3 separate regions of the Mus musculus genome follow, and regions 1 and 2 are each linked to region 3. A link is a contact called in public promoter capture Hi-C data. All regions are on one chromosome and are shown on one strand. Each heading gives the region's core, a stretch centred on a gene start, on an enhancer-like site or on the middle of the called end of the contact. The rest is flanking DNA. Distances are from core to core; before and after follow the strand shown. Region 1 holds the start of Rhbdl2 (rhomboid like 2). Region 2 has its middle 44 kb from the start of Rragc. Region 3 holds the start of Inpp5b (inositol polyphosphate-5-phosphatase B).

What was found. Promoter capture Hi-C pulls out the DNA fragments that hold promoters and counts their contacts.
Region 1: a contact with region 3 is called in a promoter capture Hi-C map of neural stem cells. The contact joins the promoter of Rhbdl2 here to the promoter of Inpp5b in region 3. A contact is called at or near these places in 2 of 39 promoter capture datasets (hippocampal neurons and neural stem cells) and 1 of 115 datasets of contacts at active chromatin or transcription factors (astrocytes).
Region 2: a promoter capture Hi-C map of the SN4741 cell line shows a contact between it and region 3, with 2.6 times the contacts expected there. The contact joins the enhancer-like site here to the promoter of Inpp5b in region 3. A contact is called at or near these places in 6 of 39 promoter capture datasets (3T3-L1-derived adipocytes, the SN4741 cell line, cranial neural crest and 3 more), 1 of 15 datasets of contacts at CTCF or cohesin (the NIH/3T3 cell line), 4 of 115 datasets of contacts at active chromatin or transcription factors (astrocytes, embryonic basal ganglia, embryonic midbrain and 1 more) and 2 of 9 other capture datasets (adipose tissue and liver).

What each region holds. Positions count from the first base shown.
Region 1 is chr4:123,786,208-123,790,361 of GRCm38.p6, reverse strand. Rhbdl2 (rhomboid like 2) reads right to left here and starts at 2,487. Exons shown (of 8, transcript NM_183163.2): 1 at 2,391-2,487.
Region 2 is chr4:123,959,731-123,963,681 of GRCm38.p6, reverse strand. No RefSeq gene overlaps it. Among named protein-coding and RNA genes, the nearest start is that of Rragc, 44 kb to the right of the region's middle. Within about 2 kb of position 1,916, at least 9 of the 459 cell types and tissues checked have an H3K27ac peak or open chromatin away from gene starts, as enhancers often do.
Region 3 is chr4:124,739,599-124,743,580 of GRCm38.p6, reverse strand. It overlaps Inpp5b (inositol polyphosphate-5-phosphatase B), which reads right to left and starts at 1,731. Exons shown (of 24, transcript NM_008385.4): 1 at 1,665-1,731; 2 at 991-1,117; 3 at 551-645. The coding sequence starts at 1,047. Gm12915 (predicted gene 12915) reads left to right here. Exons shown (of 4, transcript NR_151694.1): 3 at 1,660-1,807. It overlaps Gm32117 (a long non-coding RNA gene), which reads right to left. Exons shown (of 2, transcript XR_376640.4): 2 at 3,476-3,982.

The DNA of each region.
Region 1 (4,154 bases), core at 1,238-3,737, 950 kb after region 3:
TGCATCCTTATTGCACAGTCTAAGGAATGCACAATTGGATATTGCTTAGCTTCATCTACTCACAAAAGACTCACTGACGGAGCATTTTTATAGCAAGAGCATAGAAGGTACACTGTTTATGTAACAGTGCAGACACTATCTGGACCCTTGGTTTTGTTCACTTGAGACAGGGTCTTGCTGTGCAGCCCTAGCTGGTCTAGTATTTACTATGTACCTCAAGGCAGCCTCAAACTCACAAAATCCTCCTGCAGCCACCTCCCAGTGCAGGAACTACAGGCATGAATCATCAAGCCAGACTAATTACCCCCCTTTGGGGTCCTTTAGGTCTCCTAGGACAGATAGAGCACATGAATGAATGAATGAATGAATGAATGAATGAGGAACAACTACAAGCATGTCTCCTGCCACCTGAGTGAAACAGCTCAGAACAGAAGTGATTATGACGCCTCCCTCTCTGTCCTCTATACAGAGACTTTGAAAGACTTCAGGGACTGAGCAGACAGCGTGAATTCTGATCCACAAACCTGAATCCTGGATCCATTATGTATTGGCCTTAGGGAAAGCCTATGGGGATGAGAGTAATATAGCAGAGTTTCGATGCAATGAATCTTTGTGTTTGGTTGGTTTGGTATCTGAGGCAACGTCTCTCTGTGCAGCCCAGACTGGCCTTGAACTCCGCCTCCTGAATGATGAGATTACAGATACCCACAAGCCCAAGACCACGCACTGAAGATGGCTAAGTGCCAGATCCAACTGGGACTGAGGGACGAGAGGCAATCACCACTTGTTGGGGAAGGGGTGTCACTTTCTTCTGTAGTGTGTCATAGATAATTGGTCTTTTTGACACTAAATAAACCCCACCCCCACTCAGCAAATAACTGAACTCAGGAAGCCACACACTTGATGTAAAAGGGACATTCACTGACAAGAATACCAGTGGGAGGAAGGGGGGTAGGGTGTGTGAAACTGGCTAAAATATATTTCATTAATGTTCAAAATTGTCAACAAATATTTAATGGGGAAGGAAGGCTGGGAGTGATAGCATATTGGGAAGGCAGAGGCAGGAGGATCTCTGGAAGTTCAAGGCTAGTCTAGTTTACACAGTGAGTTCTGCCAGCCCAGATAACATAGTGAGACCCTCTTCCAAAAAGAAGTAATAAAATAGAATCTTCTTAAGTATGGAAGGAGAATAATGTCTCTGACAGATCTCAAGTCAGAAACGGCATCACCGTCTGGTCCCAGCCCTGGTCCAGGGTTTGTACATCCAGCCAGAGGCCCGTCTCCTTCCTTCACATCTCTGGCCTCCCACTCCCTAGAGCACCTGCCTCCACTACTCAGTTCAATTTACAAGCCACCTAGACACTGTCAAGGCCAGGGTTTGTCTTCTCTATCTTTACAAGCTTACTGCAAGGAAGGTGCCAGTTAGGGAGGGGCAAAGAAGAAGAAAGCACAGATGTTTATCCAGGCCCCACTGTGAGCTGACCACCCAGCCTGCCCTGGATTCACATAGTTCCTTATTATCTTTAAAAAACAAACAAACAAACAAATCCAGGCCCTTACAGATGAGGATGCTGAAGTCCAGGAAGTAAAGAGGAAATGAAGGGTCAGCAGTCCAGGTTTGTAACTCCTGCCATGCCCCGCTGCCTGCCTGTCAGCTTGTAGATACGTGTGGATAAATTTCAACTTTTTTATTCACAGCAGGAAGGACATGTTCCTCCCTTCAGACAACTGATGTGTGTGCTCAACTAATGAGTAAACAAATGGCCAAGAATAAAAGACCGATTGCTTGAGGTAAATCCCTTAGGTGCCCATAGCAGGAAGGAGGAAGTCACAGCAGAGCTGCCGTGTTGGAAGAGCTGAAACCTCTACCTGCCAATCTCCAGGGCAGAGGAGGTAGAGGCTGGGGAAGCCCAGGTAGTTTCTGGCTCAGATGGTGATACAGACGATTACCAGTTCAGTTATAGGTGTGGCTGACATGTCTCACACACACACACACGCACACGCACACGCATACGCACACACACATACACCACCATTCCTCCCGCCCAAAACAAAAATAAAAATAAGCCCTGGGAGTCTGAGGATGCTGGGGAGAAAGTAATGAAACAGTGCTTGCTTGAACCTTGCAGCGAGGTGGCAGGATTAAACTCCCAGGTCGGCTCTCCTTCCACTTCCAGGGCGCTGCCAACTTTGAAAAGTTTCAGAACCCGAAGCAGACATTCTAGGTTCTTCCGGAAGGTTGACTCTGGAAGCATTAATCTTCCTTCCCCTCGCTGACGGTCAGCAGGTTTAGGGAGCTACCTAGAATTTCTGCCACCAGCTTCCTGCTTCAGCATTCGGCCTCCCACCGCCTTCCTCCCCCCATCCCCCAATCCACCCCTGCACCTTACCTGGGGAGGCCGAGGCACAGTGGTCCCACACTGCAGTCGGATCTTGCACTTCAAGCAGCCAACGGAGCTGCCTGGAGGCCCGAGCCGCAGCCTGCCAGGCTCTCCTCCCGCCCTCCCAGAACTAAAATTGTCCAGACAGGTTCCCAAGGAGGAGGGAGCCAGAGGAAATCCCCTCCCCTGGTGGCCTGGCCTAAGCCGGGCCAGCCTGCTAGGCAGTCTTCCCTGGGTTGGCCCTGGATGAATGAGTCCTGGCCTCCTCCTACTTGGGTCTGTGCCAGGGAGCCTGTGACAGCCACCCTGCTCCTTCTCCTGGGCTATTCATGGCTCCTCCTTGTCCTGCCGTCCTGTATGTGACTGAGTCCCACGTGTTGTGTTGGTTCTCAGGTCGGCCTCTGGGAAAGGTCTGCTCTGGTAGGTCTCAGTTACTTTCCATGGGATTGTCCTGGATCACACTCTAGTGTGCCCCAGGCCTGGTACTTTACAACAACTGAGTAATTTGATAGCCTGGTCACAAGCTCCTAGGCTCTGCACACAAACTGGATGTACCTTAGCCCCTGTACAATGGGTTTGCCAGTCTCTGATTAGCCATTCAAAGTGTGCCAGGTCCTGAGAGCAGAAAAGTAGGTTAACCTGGTGCCTACCCTCCTGTACTGGCAAGCCAAAGAATAAAGTCTGCCACTAAAGGTTTGCCTAAGATCCTGGCAGCATGATCAGGGAGGACTTCCCTGCGTAGGACAGTTCTAGGGAAAAAAAATTTCGGAGATAGCATAGAGGATAAGCAAGCCACTCAAGTTCAGAACTATGAGCAAGGAGTATCATGCCAGGAAGGGCCTTACAAGGCTTGCCGAGAAATATTCAGACTTTACACTATAGACATGGAAGGACTCAGAGAGAGCTTAAACATGAAGTCAGACTCAGAGTGTGTTTATTTTCTGTGCTGGGGATAGAACCAATGGGCAACTGCCCTACCACTGAACTAGACCCTCAACTTCAAGTGACATTTATGTGTACAGGTTTGAACCTGCTTACCTGTATATGGACTCTGTGTGTGTGTGTGTGTGTGTGTGTGTGTGTGTGTGTGTGTGTGTGTAATGTGCCTGCAAATGCCAGAGGCTGGAGGAAGATATTAAATTCTCTGGATAATGAATGCCTAATCCAAAGAACTGACCAGGGCTGTGTATAAAGGAAGGCACAGAGTAAGAGATGTTGTGAAGAGGAAGGTAGAATATGGTGGCACATGCCTATTGTCGTGAGGCATCCACCAGAGAAGAATGCTTGGACATGGGTTTAAGCCAATGCAAAGTCTTTATTAGCTGGCCAGCAACTACACTGGGTATTTGGGATCCCAGTGTAGCAATGAGCCTTTCTCGGGATGAAATTTTAAGCGCAAAAAAACCATATCCTGGGTTGACATACTTCTGTTAACAAGAGCAGTTAAGCTAAAAGTAGAACTACAGAAGAAAAAAAAAAGTTTGTACATTTAGAGACTGTCCACAGCTATGGACTTTGATGGACTAGATCTTCTTCTTTTTTTTTTTTTTTTTTTTTTGGCCAGTGGTGCTGGCTACATGCTGAGTTTTATGGCCCATCCGCCACTTCCATCATGGAGTCAGTTGTGTTAAGGTCTGGGGTCCTTTACACCTATTATCCTAACACTTAGGATATAGAGGCAGGAGGATCACAATTTTGAGGCAAACCTTGACTAAATAATAAGAGCTTGTCTCAAAAGAAAAAAGGAGCTAGGAGATAGAGCTCAGAGGTAAA
Region 2 (3,951 bases), core at 667-3,166, 780 kb after region 3:
GTGCAGAGGAGCTCCAGATCCTGGAGAGGGAGGGTGAAAATTAAAATTTGGGGGCTGATGGTGATGCATGTCTTTAACTCTAGCACTCAGAAGGCAGAGGCAGACAGATCTCAGAGTTCGAGGCCAGCCTGGTCTGCAAAGCAAGTTCTAAGACAGCCAGGGCTACATAAGGAAACCTCGTCTCAAAAGAAAAAAGAAATTAAAACTAAAACAAGTCACAAGCACTAAATACATACATACATATATACATGCTAATTAATTAATTTAATTAATCAATTCATTAAAAGATGGGCATGGTACTGCATATCTGCAATGCCAATACCAGGAAGACAGAGTCAGGAAGATTCTGAGTTTGAGGCCGACCTGGGCTACATAGTGAGAGTCTGCCTCCAAAAAAAACCAATGTTTTTAAATTCAATTAAAAGAGTCATTTTGGGCTGAAACTCTCAAGGGTCTTTGCAGGAACAGAAGCAGCTGAAAAGATCTGCTTAAAGTTTAAAATGTTTGGATATAAATATTTTTAGCGTCTGCAAGCCACCCATATGTACACGCGCTCCGCAGCTCCCCTTTCGCCTCCTCGCTGCTCTGGAGGGTGACGTGAGTCTCATCCACACAGGAAGGATCTAAACGACCTGATGATTACAGGATAATATTCATACGATGAGGTTAAAAGCACTGGCTGCAAAGTTCTTTCATAAGCCACAAGAGGGGAAAATAATTTATGAGAACACGAACAATTAGCACTTTGTAAAAAAGAAATAATGCGCTTCACTTGATCCCTATATTTAACATCAATTAAAGATTATCCTCATGAATGAAACCCGACCTGGAAATTAACAAGGGATTTAAATTGCATTATGCAAGCAAGAGAGAGGAGCCTGAACATTGGTTCAGGGTTTCCAAGATCCACAAATTCATCTGAGCAGGGTAGCCTGGCCATTCCTTCCCGTTTCTCTGAGATTCAGGAAGCTGCCGATGCGCCACATGGGCGCCTCAATCTTTGCTTCAGCAAAACCAAAGAAAGGGGGAAGCGTGATAAAAAAAAAAAGAAAGAAAAAGAAAAAAAAATCCCCGCATAGCTGCAAACACAAGGTTGGCACCCTTCATTTTTAAAAATAACTTCTGGGTCATTTTTTTTTAAACTGATAAAACTGACCCGGAGAGTCCCTGAAAAGGGATGTCTGTAATGCTCCAGGACTAGACCATCTCCTCAAGTGAGCCCAGAGGGCAAGAACCAGCTGAGAAATTATGTTCCGAGTCAACTGGTTCCAAGGCACTGAATTTTTCTCTCCAACAAAACGAGAAGCTCAAAAGAGATAAAATGAGCTGGATGCGGTGGTTCACAGCTGCAATCCCAGCACGTAGGCGACTGAAGCCGGAGGAGTATTTCAAATTCAAAGCTATCCTGTGCCTCATAGTTTGAGGCTAGCCTAGGCTACATAGCCAGACACCTCCATCTCTAGGAGGTGGGGACAAGGGAGTAAAACAACTATCAGAAAACAAGCGTGGGCTCTAGATACTTTTTAAATTTAAATTTTTATTTTTTATTTGTACATACGTGTGTGTGCCCACAGAGGACAGAAGAGGGCGTCAGAGGGCCTGGATCCGAAATTTCAGGAGGTTGTGAGCTGCCAGATGTGAGCTTTGGGATCCCAGCTTGATTGCTCTAAACCACGGACTCCTTTCTCCAGCTACTTTGTGTCCTCAGCAACCTGCTCACTGGATCAGGATAGTTGTCCCTAGGTCTGGATCTTGACCTAGGTTCGGAGGTTTCTGAGGCTCACTTGTGTTTATGGAGGCAGAGAAAGCCGCAGAGAGGGCATGCTCAGAGCCCCAGGCGCTCCAGAGCCTGTATCCAGAATGGAGAGGGAGCTCTGACTTTGCTGTCTTCTGACACAAGCACCCTGCGGCTTCTGGGGGTGGCTGGAAAAGGACACGTCAGGAACACGACTCTGATGCTGATTGCTAAGAATTGTCGCACAGGGAGAAGCAGAGTGATTCTTGCCATCTTTTAGACCCCCTGGAAGAAAAGGGTCTTGTTCGCAGCATGGAAGGTGTGCCCTGAGAAACTGACTGTGGCTTGTGTCGTCCCCCCCCCCCGCCCCCCGTACTGCGGACCTTACTACATGCAAGTGATAAGGTTATTGTTCCCAGTGCTGGATCTGGGGACAACTTAGCCCCTTTCAGAGGGGTGGGAGGCCTATCTCTTGCCCTCCCGCTTGCTGTGTGGATTGGTTTCGTCATTGTTATCTTGGGAAAAGAGAAAGCAGATGTTAACCATTACCCCTTGAGAATTCACCTTGCTAGGCTGTAAAATTCTGCATTATTAACATTCCAAAATTCTTCCATTCTCTGTGCACATCTTAGATGGGGGTGTGCTCGTGTGTGTGAATATTTGAGAATTCAAAACTGTGGAGAGGATAGAGGTGGCAGAAGTTTATTAAATTGGCCCAGGGCGGTTTTGAAATTTGAAAGTTTCTCACACTCCATGGCTCTGGGCCAACTCCCAGCTGGCTCAGCTGAGCAGCCCACACAGGGCTCAGTCACCAAGGTGCGGTCCCTCTGTCCTCACAGAGATGAAAGGCTAGCATTTGAGGGTGCTAAGGGAGGAGGCCTTAAGATTTGTCCAGCTCCAGCTAGGTCACACTGAGAACAGTCGAGATAGCCTATGGGAGACACTCAGGTGACTTAGTGGTGAATGTGTGAAATCTTGAAGCATTGGTGATAGTTACACATAAGTCCTCCCAGGGTGAGGTGATAGCTCCCTCCAGAAGCCAGTGGTGGAACCTATCAGATCTGCCTGACCCACAGAGGAGTCGGAGGCTTACATTGTTGTTGTTGTTGTTGTTGTTGTTGTTGTTGCTGCTGCTGCAGTGGTGGTGGTTGTTGCTGTTATATTGTCATTCCCATTTTTCTCTGTTTGATGGGAGAAAGGAGGAAGCAAAACCAAATATTTATGAAACTCTTGCAAACACAGACACGTGCTTTTGCCCCAGGATGACAGCAGGTTCTGGTGGCCATAGAGCCAAGCGCTGATATCCAAAGCTTTGAAATCAGAGGACTTGGGCTAACTTCTGCCTCTGTGCCTTTTCAGCTGTATTACCTTAACAGTGCTAAGGAGCCAACCTGACCCTCAGTCTCCACCTCTGTGAAATGGGAACATCAGCAACACCTGTGCTATAGGGGCACTCTGAAGACAAATGAAGGGACATAAAACACAGTCTCTGGCATGTGTGAGGCGCCCAAGAAATGCAAGTAGAATGTTTTATTATCTTTTAATTATTTGTTTATTTGTTTCGCTTTATGTGTATGCATGTATGTATGTGTACCACATGTGCCTGTTGGGTGCCCTGGAGCTAGGATTATGGATGATTGTGAGCTACAAGACTGGGTGCTGGGAACTGAACCCTGATCCTCTGTTAGAACAACGCGGAGCCACGCTGCAAAACAAAATCCCTTTCCCAAAGGAGGCACTTCCTGCCCCAACTCCACGCCATAGTCCTCAGGCCCTGCCCCTAAGCTTTGATTTCAGAATTCCCAGCTATAAAAAAAATTCACTAAGGCCTGGAAAGATGGCTCAGTGGTTAAGAGCACTGACTGCTCTTCCAGAGGTCCTGAGTTCAAAAATCAGCAACCACATGGTGGCTCATAACCATCTGTAATGGGATCGTATGCCCTCTTCTGGTGTGTCTGAAGACAGCGACAGTGTACTCATATGCATAAAATAAATAAATCTTTTTTTTTAACTCACTAAGAATATTTCAGGGAGAAAAGAAAGACAAAATAGAATCCAATTCCTGCAATTAACTAATAAACTAGAACTAATGGAACTTTACAGTGTGCTCCCCTTAAGGGAAAAGCTGGTCCAGTGCTAACCTCCATCACTGTCTCCTCCCAGGGTGGCCTGTTTGTTCTCTATCCAGTGAAGCCTAAGAAACCCCAAGTGAGTCC
Region 3 (3,982 bases), core at 482-2,981:
GTCCCTAGTGCTTAGCTGGCAGTGCCCTAGCCATACGCATGGCTCAGGCCCTTTCCATGCACAGTGTCCAGTGATGCAAGAGCAGTACACATTCCAACCATCTCTTCAACCCCATCCCTTCCCTTTTTGAGGTAGGGTCTCACTCTGTAGCCTAGGCTGTGCTTAGAATGTAGCCCAGGATGGCCTGGAATTTGTGACAGTCCTGCCTCAGCTTCCTGGTGCATGTGCTCGCTCGTTCCCAGTTCAACCCTCTGTACTTTACTCTGGGTAAATGGAGCTATGAAGAACAATTTGCATAGGATTGCAGCATCCGGATTTAAACTCGGGCACTCACACAAACTCAAAATCTGGCCAAGTTTGATATAACTGCCTCTCCTCTAAAAGCTTCCACATCACATCTTGCTGATTATTAAAGGCTTAGAACACGGTGTTCCAGAACACTATCATTGTGTTAATTAGTCTAGGAGACTCAGACAGAATGACTGAAGTCCAGCTGGAGGATACTGAAGAACCACCCATGGCCCACACAGGCAGTCTGAGCCCTACTTACGCATGCTCCTGGGCGTCATTTTCCAGCCGGTACCTCACCAGCCCGAGCAGGCGGCTCTGCCGGCTATCTCCCTTACACAGCACACCTTGGACTGCCTGCTGCTCAGAGTGAAGGGAAACTGAAAGCCAAAGGGCGAAACTCCCCATCCGGCCCACTCCACCACGCTGCCTTTCCCTCTCCCACTGGCAAACGACTTCACCTCTCTGAGTTTTCCTCATCTGCAAAATGGGTATAATAGTCTCCAACTTTGCAGCTGGTTGAGAAAATAGCTACCTATGTAAAGCACCTGGTAGAGAGACCAGAGCCAAGTGAATACTTGGTAAATATTGGTTTACCTTTTCCCATATGGCTTCGAGAGAAATTTTTCCACACCCTCCATCCCACCTCCCAAGGCTGAAGCAGGCACGATCTGGATGGCAACCTACAACTGGGAAGGATATGATGACGCAGTATTCCCCCTCAACCAGGGTCTCCTGGATTGCCACAGACTGGTCCATGCTGAGCTGTCAAACCCTGGGGTAGGGCAGGTGGGAACCTCCCATTCCGTATTAGAGCTGCTTCGGGGGGCTGTGGGGATGAAGAAAGGGGCCTTTGTGGAGGGAAAAGAGAGAGCCTGGTCATCTCTCTTCTCCTTCTGGCCTTCCCCGTCTTTCCTACAATGGGTCTCTCAACGTTTCCAGAAAATGGGTTTCTACCCCTTTGCCCCTTGCTCGGTGTCGCCCCAGATGTTCCCAGTGGAGTTCAGTATGCTCTCTGGTCTCCTTGCTTCTGGGTACAGCTCTGATGCCCTCTTCAGGGAGCAGTTGTGGTCCATCTGGCTCTTCTCTGGGAAAGGTTGGTGGTGTGTCCAAATAGGGGTAGGGAGACAGCCTTCGCCTCAGTCTCAGCTAGGAGGGTCTTATTCTGGAGAAATAACCCAGCCCCGCTGCTCTTTCCTCGGAGCCTGTGGGTGTCCCGTTGCTCCTTGCCCCTCACCCCACCCAACAGGCCCCGTTGCATCAGCAGCAGGTTAGGAGTGTCCATTCTGGCACCCACAGGACAAGGGCCCCAGCAACCAGCTTGCAAGCCCCCTCCCACTCTGCACTTATTTCAGATCCTTGTCATTGCAGCCTACCTCCCGAGCTGTCACCGGTGGGCCTGCAGGACACCTCCGTTCCAGGGCAGATTAAGGACTACATTTCCCAGCGGCCCTGGCGTCACAGGACGGACAGCCAGCCTGCAAGTCCCAGCATGCCCGAGTCGGACATGGACGAGTAGGTGGGTCTCCCCGCCCTTACTCTATTTAAAAATCTAGAATCTACAGTCTGTATTCAAGCATACTCGGGCGTCCCAGTTCTGGAAAGCCTGCGTGAGGAACGCCTTTCTCAGCCCACTAAATCAAAGGGCCAAGGCCCATGTCCAAGGCAGAAGGAAGTGGTCATGTTACCCTAACGGAAAAAATGATGTTAACTTTTATTTTCAAGTTAAGTCCATCCTCAACTCTTCACATGCAGAAAGGGACAGCTTTCTATTATTCTGAAACACTTCCAGATAACTACCGTGCCCTGGCTTCATGTATGTCACCTTCTCCACTTGCCAGGTGGAGAAACGGAGGAACAGAGAGACAAAACTGTTTGACAAAGTCCGTAGCCAATAAGTGCTGGGTGCCCAGAGGGAAGTCCAACTCCAATTCCTGTGTCATTTTCCCGTCTAGGAACTGCTAAATGTTCTTAAGACCTATCTAGCTTTTCTGTCAATGGAACTTGAAATGTGTGGCATCTTTATCTGTGACACAGTAATGACAACCACCAGGCAGCGCGGAGGACTCTTCTTAACAGCGGAGGACGATGTGGCCCTCTTGGCTCTTTATTTCTTTAAAGATCTGTTAGTTTTTAATTTTTTGTGTGTATGTGTGTGTGCTTGCATGAATTTATGTGCACCGTGTGTGTGTGTGTGTGTGTGTGTGTGTGTGTGTGTGTGTGTGTGTGCACGCTCACCTAAGAAGGCCAGAGGTCATCAGATCCTCGGGGCTGGTGACAGGAGGCTGTGAGACACCTGATGTGTGTGGTGGGAACTGGGTCCCAAGAAAGAGCAATATGTTCTCTTAACTAAGGAGACATCTCACCGCAATGCCCAGATAGACAGCCCTGAGCAGGTTTTGTCCTCAAGCCCCTTAGCCACATTCTATTGGCCATTTACCCTGACAGGAACTATTCTCTTCCAGACTCCATTGTTCCCTTCTAGGTAAAGACTATATATAGCTAAACCGGGGATGGTGGCACACTCCTTTAATCCCAGCACTCGGGAGGCAGAGGCAGGCGGATTTCTGAGTTCGAGGCCAGCCTGGTCTACAAAGTGAGTTCCAGGACAGCCAGGGCTATACAGAGAAACCCTGTCTCGGAAAAAAAAAAAAAAAAAAAAAAAAAAAAAGACTATATATAACTCAAGACAGGACAAAAGAAGCTAGCTCAGACGAGAGAGTCTAGAATGGTTGGTTTTTTCTCAACTGCTGACTATTTCGGTAAGCTGGATCCCTGAGGACTGGGCTGAATCTTGCCCTTACACTCCTGTGCAGTTTCTGGTATAGTGGCTCTGAGACTTTCATTTATTTATTTTGAGCAGTCCTGAGGATGGAGCCTAGGAACCGGAACCCAGGGCCTCACAGCTGCCAAGCAAACACTCCATGACTGAGCCACATCTCCATCTCAGAACATGTTCACCCCAATTAGTTAGCTTTACTGATTTAAGATTGCTTCTCGCCGGGCGTGGTGGTGCACGCCTTTAATCCCAGCACTCGGAAGGCAGAGGCAGGTGGATTTCTGAGTTCGAGGCCAGCCTGGTCTACAAAGTGAGTTCCAGGACAGCCAAGGCTATACAGAGAAACCCTGTCTCGAAAAATCAAAAAAAAAAAAAAAAAAAAAAAAAAAGCAAGCAGTTGGGCCAGTGTTGCAGAATGGATGGCCACTGTAACTTTTTATTGCTGTTGTTTTGAGATAGGGACTCACTAGTTAGCCCAGGCTGGCCCAAAATGTGCCTCAAACTCATAGTGATTTTTACCTCTAAACTGTCTCATTGACCCCACACCCACCCCTGTAACCTTTAACCTGCCCCCCTCCTTTTTGTTTTGAATTGAACTCTGATAACCAGTTCAACCTGCATGTTGCAAACTCCTCCCAGACTCTTCCTGGTTGTCTCTTTCTAGAAACATCCACAGCACAACTGGAGTTCAAGTTGATTGGGCTGCAGTTTTGAAGTCAAATGGGGGATGAGGGGAAAGGGCACTAGTTAGAGATCAAGGCACTGAAGGTCACTGAAGGAAGGCAGGAAAACCCCTTAAAGCTGATCGTTAGAGAGGAGGGGCTGGGGAGATGGAATGGGCGAGGCTAGGCGGTCTTTACAGACCGAACTATCCCTGCAGGATTTGGGGGGGTGTCTTCCCAAAATGTAGGTCAG